2 separate regions of the Gasterosteus aculeatus genome follow, and region 2 is linked to region 1. Evidence: chromatin contacts called from public Hi-C data. All regions are on one chromosome and are shown on one strand. The core of a region is the stretch at or near the end of the contact, and the rest is flanking DNA. Distances in the headings are between cores, read along the strand shown. Region 1 overlaps robo1 (roundabout, axon guidance receptor, homolog 1 (Drosophila)). Region 2 overlaps robo2 (roundabout, axon guidance receptor, homolog 2 (Drosophila)).

Region 1 (3,649 bases), core at 661-3,160:
GAATAAATCGCATTCTATTGCTCATAAAACGGATCAATCTAGCACACAAATACATTTCAGTCTACGCCACCAGGGCCATATACTGTTTCAGTATTCAAAATGTCCACAGTATTACTTCCAGTTTGCATATTCCAACACTGCATTAGCATCGAGTTACGCTTCCTCGTTCCCTCTCAAATGACTCATTTCTTGGGATTCATTTTGGGTAATGAACACATTTGTCTTGCACAGCCAAATGCAATTTCACAATAGCTCCTCAATCACCCCGGCAGTTGTATGTTGATATTGAATGGCCATTGTCTTTGTGCAGAGCTGACACGGCCATGCTGCATGTGGGATTCAATCATAGAACTGGATAACATAATGGACATGGATTTACTGCTGATGGCTCCGAGCTAACTATTTATCCACACATAAACATGCAAACTCATGTACACTTACAGTCAGTGCGGTGTCAATTATATTCTCTCAGTATTCACAATTTAATACATATTCCCTCTTCTTGTCTTCATACTCAATTTTCACTATTTTCTTGCTGTATGTAAACATGCCAAATGCAGTCACAAGTCACAAATGAGTGCAGTGTTTGCCATGCGCACAGTCGCTGTTTTTGCACAATGCACCATTCCACAACATTGAAAAGGTGTGCCCTCTCTGCTGTGTGTGTGCACGTGTCTCCGTTCACGTTTTAGGGCGAGTCTACGGCGCAGCCTTGTGGTTGGATGTGGCTCTCCACCATGTAGGATGGAGATGGGCTCCTGGCAGACTACGTCCGGCTTTGTTCCAGTTATCATAACATATTTGATGTACCTCCTTACCCCTCCTTAGCTCTCTGCTGCGTAAGAAGGTCTCAGCACTCCCCCTAGTGGTCTTTGAAAAAAAGTTCACTTGCCAAACGCTACTCGTACGTTTTGGGAGTTTTAGTGATGTGATCACTAGTATTCATTCATTTCCCAAAATGTGATACTAAAAATATTTTTAAAAACCATTCATGAAAACAATATAACTCTTACCTTCCAGCGCTGCTTACAACTTCTCCTCCTCTCTGATATGCAACTAAAAAGAGAGAAAATAAGTTAATAAACATGATTTAACACTTATATTATTGTCACCACATATTTTCTTTTGGCTACTATGTTATTAATTTGGTTTTGAATGGATTTGTTTTGTGAGCAATGATAGGAATGCTATGTCTTAACAAGTGTGAGATATTGTATCAGTTCAAATGTGCATGTGAGTGAATGTGTGTGGCATCATTTCGGCTGAGTCACACACGCGGCAACAGCAACAGCAGGAGGAAGAGGAGGAGGATATAAGAGGCTTACGAAGAACAGAAATGCAGAGCTCTTTGGCTGTCTGGCTCGAGTTCAGCATGTTTGAAGCTCTGCACACTGAAAGTTGGACTCTTTCAAGGCGCTCTAAGCTGCCCGTGTGTGAAGGAGAGATAAACCTCCAACTTTAATTACAATCTCCTCCCTGAGAGGAGAGGAGGTGGAAGAGAAGGAGGTCGGCCCTTCAGCTGTCTCGTTTTGAAAACAGGAAGTGTGGCTTTGGCCTCCACACATAGAGTTCTTAGATTAGCTCTCTCCAATGCGAACCAAAGTATCACGATCTAATTCTCGATTGAAATCGTAGCCGAACGCAGTGTGACGTCACGCTTTCACACTGGCTGCCAGCAGCAAGGATTTTCTTCTTTAACAGGCAGAAACCTAAACACAAAAGCTCAGAGTGGGTTTCACCTGACAGATTTGCCACGGATGAAAAAACAAGCTTGCAACTGCAATTATTCTACCTGATTGCAACCCTTCCGGCAATCAGAAACAACGCTGCCACTGTTACATATGAGGTCCGAACAGACCGGATCAGCCAGTGTAACCACGAACCCCAACTGTAATATACAAGTCTCCTGCTCTCACCTTGACTTCCTCTCACCTATTCACTGTTTCACATTCAGCAGAGCACTGAGCACTGCCAACACCCCTGACACACCTCTAGCGAACAAATAACTTCAGGTGGATGAAAGTCAACGAGTGGAAGAAAAAGGAGGAATGTAACCACACATTTGCAGAGAGAGAGAGAGAGAGAGACACACACAAAGAGCTTTTCTTATATCTGTTTCTCCCTGTGTGACTTTAATTCAAAGATAACCTCCTTAGCTCCGCTACTGCTTGCCTATCTAATTGGTATGTTGGCGTGCTGGTGGTGTGTCATTCTCTTAAATCACGTCTGAAGTCGCTAGCAGTGCTTTGATCAAGTTAACACTAGTCTTAACAGGCTCTCAGTGGTGTGCAATGCTCTCCGTGAAGCTGCTCCATCACAACAACAACAACACATTACGTGGTGGAAGTGTTGACAAAAGTAGACGACCCATTTTGTATTTAAAGTAAAATAAGGAGGAAAGTGCTTACCTGTTGGTGTGAAAGTAAAGGATGGCACTGTAATGACAGAAGCAAACAAATCATTGATTAGCTGTTCATCAGTACTGTCTGGGCCCCTAGGACTTCATTTATAGGCCTCATCAATGCATAGTAACTTGGCCTGTAGTAACAAGCTACTCGCTGGCCCCTAGTCTTTGATCCCTGTATACTGTATATCTCCTGGCCCCAACTTGGGGATAGTGAGTGTTGAGCCAGCTGCTGGTTCAAATCCCTGGCTCAGACTGTCAGAGACCATCTGGGCAGGGGGTCACCCACCGGGGAGATATCCGTTGCTATCGCGAACACTCGTATCATCACCCACGCAACTCAATTACTCACATTTTAGCTGGGAAGGGGCCCATGTGCAAAAGAGTAAGATACCGTTGGCAGACTTAGCCAAAGTATGCGTTGATGCCACAATGCACCGTGCTGGACATCCAGAACGCTACATAGAAAATGTTCAGTATAGAAATGTTGCTGCCTGTTTCTGACCTACAGAAGGAGACGACTGGGATGAAAAAAACGGTTTCATTTTCTCAAACAGTTTGCTCAAACACCACAGCAGATGCACACATACACATGTCTCAGTTCAGCCAATTTATCCCCAACAAGTGCATATTGTTGCTTCATGTGGTTGCAATTATACTCCTTTCAAAACATTCTCTGTAACCAGTTCCTACAAAGACCACAGCCACAAGGGGAGGAGGGGGGGGGGGGGGGGGGGGGGGGGGGCATGTCTGCCTACTGTGCCCCTGAAGAGCTTTGTGAGTTTATGTGAGTTAACATCAACATATAGAATCACAGAAAGTCAGAGGGGAACCTCAGCCCACAGTCTTCTCTGCCCCCCCCCGCCCCCCGGCCACAGATCAATACTGGCACTCATAAAGTCTTCAAAGGGACTATTCTGCATCAGAGCATTGGTTCTGAATAAGTCGCAGTGGTTAAAAAATACAGGTATTGCCTTTGGAGCTGTTAGCTTGGATAAAGACATCTCAGAAAGCGGCACGACTGCAACACTGAACCAAACAGCAACATTCAACAATTTTTGAATTTTGAAGATATACGGTCCAATTAGGAAAATCCACATGGGTCTTTAAGATGTTCAAGATAATATCTTCACCATACCAACATGTAGAAAGCCACAGCTGTGACCATTAGAACCCCAACATGTAAGGGGAAGAATTGAGAAAGACCACAGAGCTTAAGGAACAGCTTAGTTGAGGTGTCTCTCA
Region 2 (3,776 bases), core at 623-3,122, 170 kb before region 1:
CGTACGGATATTTTAATATCTACTTGTGTTTAGGACGGACCGTGTTGGACGCTGCCTGTGGTCCACCCGTCGTTTATTACTCCGTGCGTAATAATGTATATGTGTGTTGTTGGACTCTGGTAAGCAGGGACACACACGCACACAAAAAACAATGGTAGAGTTTTTGATTATTAAATGATTTATTCAAGCTGCAGTCGTCATGTTGATAACTGACTATGTGGAGTTTCTGATTGAAAGTGATCTATTTGTATTATTGCAGCAAGTACTTTACATGATGTATTTTATTTTTTTATTCATAAGACATAAGAAAAGAATCAAACAATAATCAAGCTAATAACTTCCATTTAAGTCAGGTAACGTTTGCCTCACAGGAGGTTGAATTCAGGCCAGTTTTGTTCTGCTTCTTGTGCAACAGATAAAATAAGTATCAGCACTACATTTGAATAAATAGTTTGCATATTACTTATAACAGACAGGACCAGTCAGAGGCGGTTTTTCCCCCTCGGGGAGACTCAGTTAGTGTAAAGTGAATATATCTATGAATGATTTTCAGGTTCCCTTACAGTGGCTACAGGTTATCACTCTTACACTGAGGTGAAGAGGATTTTCTTAATGCAATCATATGCTAGTTTATAATCCAGACATTTGTACAAATGAAAAACAATGTAGTCCAACAGAACGTAAAGTAGTACAGACGGACATGGAGGGGTTTAGCCAATAGGTTGTGATCAGCTTGCCCCTGCTCTGTAGTGGTCATTTCACTTTAGATTTCAATGCTGCGGTTGTACACCAAAGCCACTTTTAATCCAAGCTGGAACAGTGCCCCAGTTTGTTATTCTCATTTGTCTGATTCAACTTTAATAAGGATGTAAATGGAATTGAAAGTGTTTAAATTTCTGCATCCAAAAGCTTCTTCATCCCTCTTAGACCTATCCGTTTGAGGGTTCAAAATCAGCGATTTAAAAAAAACAAATATATATATTTTACGATTTTACAATGTTTCACTCTCCTGCTAAACAACTGGTTTAATGGAGGAATTAAAATGGCCCGCACTGCAGAGTTAATGTGATGACTCGCATCAATCATCAAAATGGGAGGGCTGAGGTGACGGAAATGGAGATTGGGATTGGTCCAACCTGTGACTGGTGGAATGATGGAAGGGATTAAGATGTATTACGTTTTGAATGCATAAACCTGAAGTCTGATTGAATTCCGAGTCGTGCTTTTGCATTGGACACACCCTTCCGCCGTTGTCAAAGGCTCACGACCTGCTCAGACAAAGTGAGAAGGAGAAATCATACACACATACTGGAATATTATCAGCACTACATTGTGAGTGATGATTCATGTGTTTGCTTTGTATTGTTTGTACACATTAGCGGTATGTAAAACAGAGTTTTTTGTTGTCACTGAATGGAAAAGCTTGCAAGGCCCCATTTTTCCTTTCTTCTACCTGTCAGCTCCCGCTTTTGTTCTTCACAGCTGCAAGTTGTGCCTCTCTTGCCTTCTGTAGTCAGCAAATCCGCACTCCTTTTTCTGCTGGGATTTAAATATTTTTTCCTTAGAATTAAATTTCCCTCTTGTCTTTCACTCGGTTCAGCCAAATCCACTGGTTGCTAAGCGATGGCCGATGGCATCGCGGGGCTGTCCAGAGGGAGTGGGTGCACATCTCCCCGGGAGCCGTGGATCTTCCCAATCATTTGGCTGTCACCCTTCCCCCCCGCCCCCTCCGTCCATCCCCGCAGAACTAACCCATCACCCAGCCCCTTTTCAGAGGTAATCTGAGGGTCCTTGGAGAGGGAGGAGCTTCCTCTAAGAGTCCACTTAGGAAGACAAAAAGGTCTGGAGTTGTATTCACTGGGCAGCATAGCCAACAAAGCCGGGCCTTGTGAATGGCGTCAGTCACTGTTTAGTGTGTGTGGTGATTAATGCTGCCAGTGTGTAGTAGAGGAGAGAAAAGGTGAGATGGCCTGAGAACACAGGGCGAAACTGTGTGTGTGCTGGGTGTTGTTGCAAGGGTTGGTTGATCCTGTGAATCTGAAAACAGGGTTACCACACTTAACGAATCCGATTGGTTGCAGTAGGGGAAACTTCCAGGAATATGCCGCTCAGCAGCTGCCTGGTTCGTCTCTTTAAACCACGGTGCTGCTTTTGAAGCTGGATTAGAACATGCTCTGCATAGTGGACATGCACGCCTGACCTTTTTTGCTATTCTCAGACCTTCTGCATGCTTGTGCCTGATGTTGGAGCCGCCGACGTCACTACCGTCATAGGCGACACATGCTGAGACGCCCCAACTTAAATCCATCCAAGAGGCTGTGGTGGGGAGGGGGGGGGGGGTCTTTGGTGGTGTGCAGCTCACTATCTGCCACCGGGGCCTGTGGTTTCAGTGATGCTGAGTCAAGAGAAACGCACACCCCGGAGAATGGTTGTGTATGTGTCAGGGAACCGAGGAGGGGAACGGTTTGATTGTAATCAAATACAGTTTTAACAACGCAATCTTTTACCGGGAAATAGCGAGGATGATGTTTTATTACCCAGAGCGCCGCGGAGACGAACAGCTCTGTTGATGGGCATGATTGAAAGAGAGCGGTTTAAAGTACCGCCCCATAATGGAAAGTAAGCCCAGATTAAAATAGTCTAGGTGAATGATGAGGCAGGCTGAGGTCATTGTGCTAGAGCCGCTGCGAAGTCTCGCCCCCAAATGCGATTGTTCTGCTTGAGTTGGCAGCGTTTAGGCAGCGTTATTGTAATTGCGGTTCATTTGCTGGAATAGGCCCCGCTGTAATGATGGACCTTCATCCACAGGAAGCTCCCCTCCTCGACTGTCTCCCACGCTCTCATCACTGTCAAGGAAGCCGCTGTCCTCTGCATCAAAGTCCACTGCTGTTTGGTCTCTGATTAGCGTAAGAAATGAGTGCAGATTAAAGACAAAGCTGCTGATTGTAAGAGGAAGTGAACGAGGAGGGGGCAAAGAATGAGGGGAGCACTCCGCCAATGGAAATCAGCGTATATTCCCCTGTGTTTGTACGCGCGACAGATAAGTGTTACTTGACCAGTGAACTATGATATTTTAACAGCCCGGTGCGGCTGCTCTGCGGATCACGTTTAAACAGCTATCGCTCCACCTGTTCAGCATATAAGAGAATGGACTTTGCATACTTCCTTTATGTTCGTAGTACTGCTCGACTATCAATGAAGATCAAAAGGATTCACAGGCTCTTTACATTCTGGGAGCATGCCGGTTAAGGCCCTTACATTTCCATAGTGCAGAAGGTGTAGAGAAAATGTCAGCAGGAGATAATGCACATGGTTGATTTTTCAATAAGACCAGCAGAACGCAGGCGAGGTAAAACTTTCCCCCCTTTTTTTTTTTTACCGCCGCTTTATTAAGCATCAGCCAAGCGTACCCGTGACATTTACAGAGCAGAAAAAAGGTCTAATGCCTTGATGTTTTTGCCTGGAGAAACAAAGACAAAGCAGCTGAGAGATACAACAGGAAGAGGTGACGCTTTCATGCAAACAGGTAGGCGGCGGTAAAGGATCAATATCTTTCCTAAAATTATTTATATTTCACAACTTCCCCGACCCAGCTCGTTCAGCATTTCTCTTTCTCACACACACACACACACACACACACACACACACACCAAACTAGCTGTCGTTGGCATTGTCCATGAGGGTGGAATTCAAACACTGAGGGGGTTGTTGTACACCTGCGATGGTGAGTATATTAGGAGTGTGTGTGTGTGTGTGTGTGTGTGTGTGTGTGTGTG

The links. Hi-C and Micro-C count contacts between places; a contact is called where the count stands out from the background.
Region 2: a contact with region 1 is called in a Hi-C map of skeletal muscle, with 11 times the contacts expected there. The contact joins two enhancer-like sites. A contact is called at or near these places in 5 of 6 Hi-C or Micro-C datasets (liver, skeletal muscle, tail fin and 1 more).

The regions. Positions count from the first base shown.
Region 1 is chr1:13,785,057-13,788,705 of fGasAcu3.hap1.1, reverse strand. robo1 (roundabout, axon guidance receptor, homolog 1 (Drosophila)) reads right to left here. Exons shown (of 31, transcript XM_078098242.1): 20 at 2,409-2,435; 21 at 1,014-1,056. Among protein-coding and RNA genes, the nearest start is that of robo1, 200 kb to the right of the region's middle. Within about 2 kb of position 1,910, at least 4 of the 9 cell types and tissues checked have open chromatin away from gene starts, as enhancers often do.
Region 2 is chr1:13,959,692-13,963,467 of fGasAcu3.hap1.1, reverse strand. All of the region lies in intron 1 of robo2 (roundabout, axon guidance receptor, homolog 2 (Drosophila)), which reads left to right. Among protein-coding and RNA genes, the nearest start is that of robo2, 87 kb to the left of the region's middle. Within about 2 kb of position 1,872, at least 2 of the 9 cell types and tissues checked have open chromatin away from gene starts, as enhancers often do.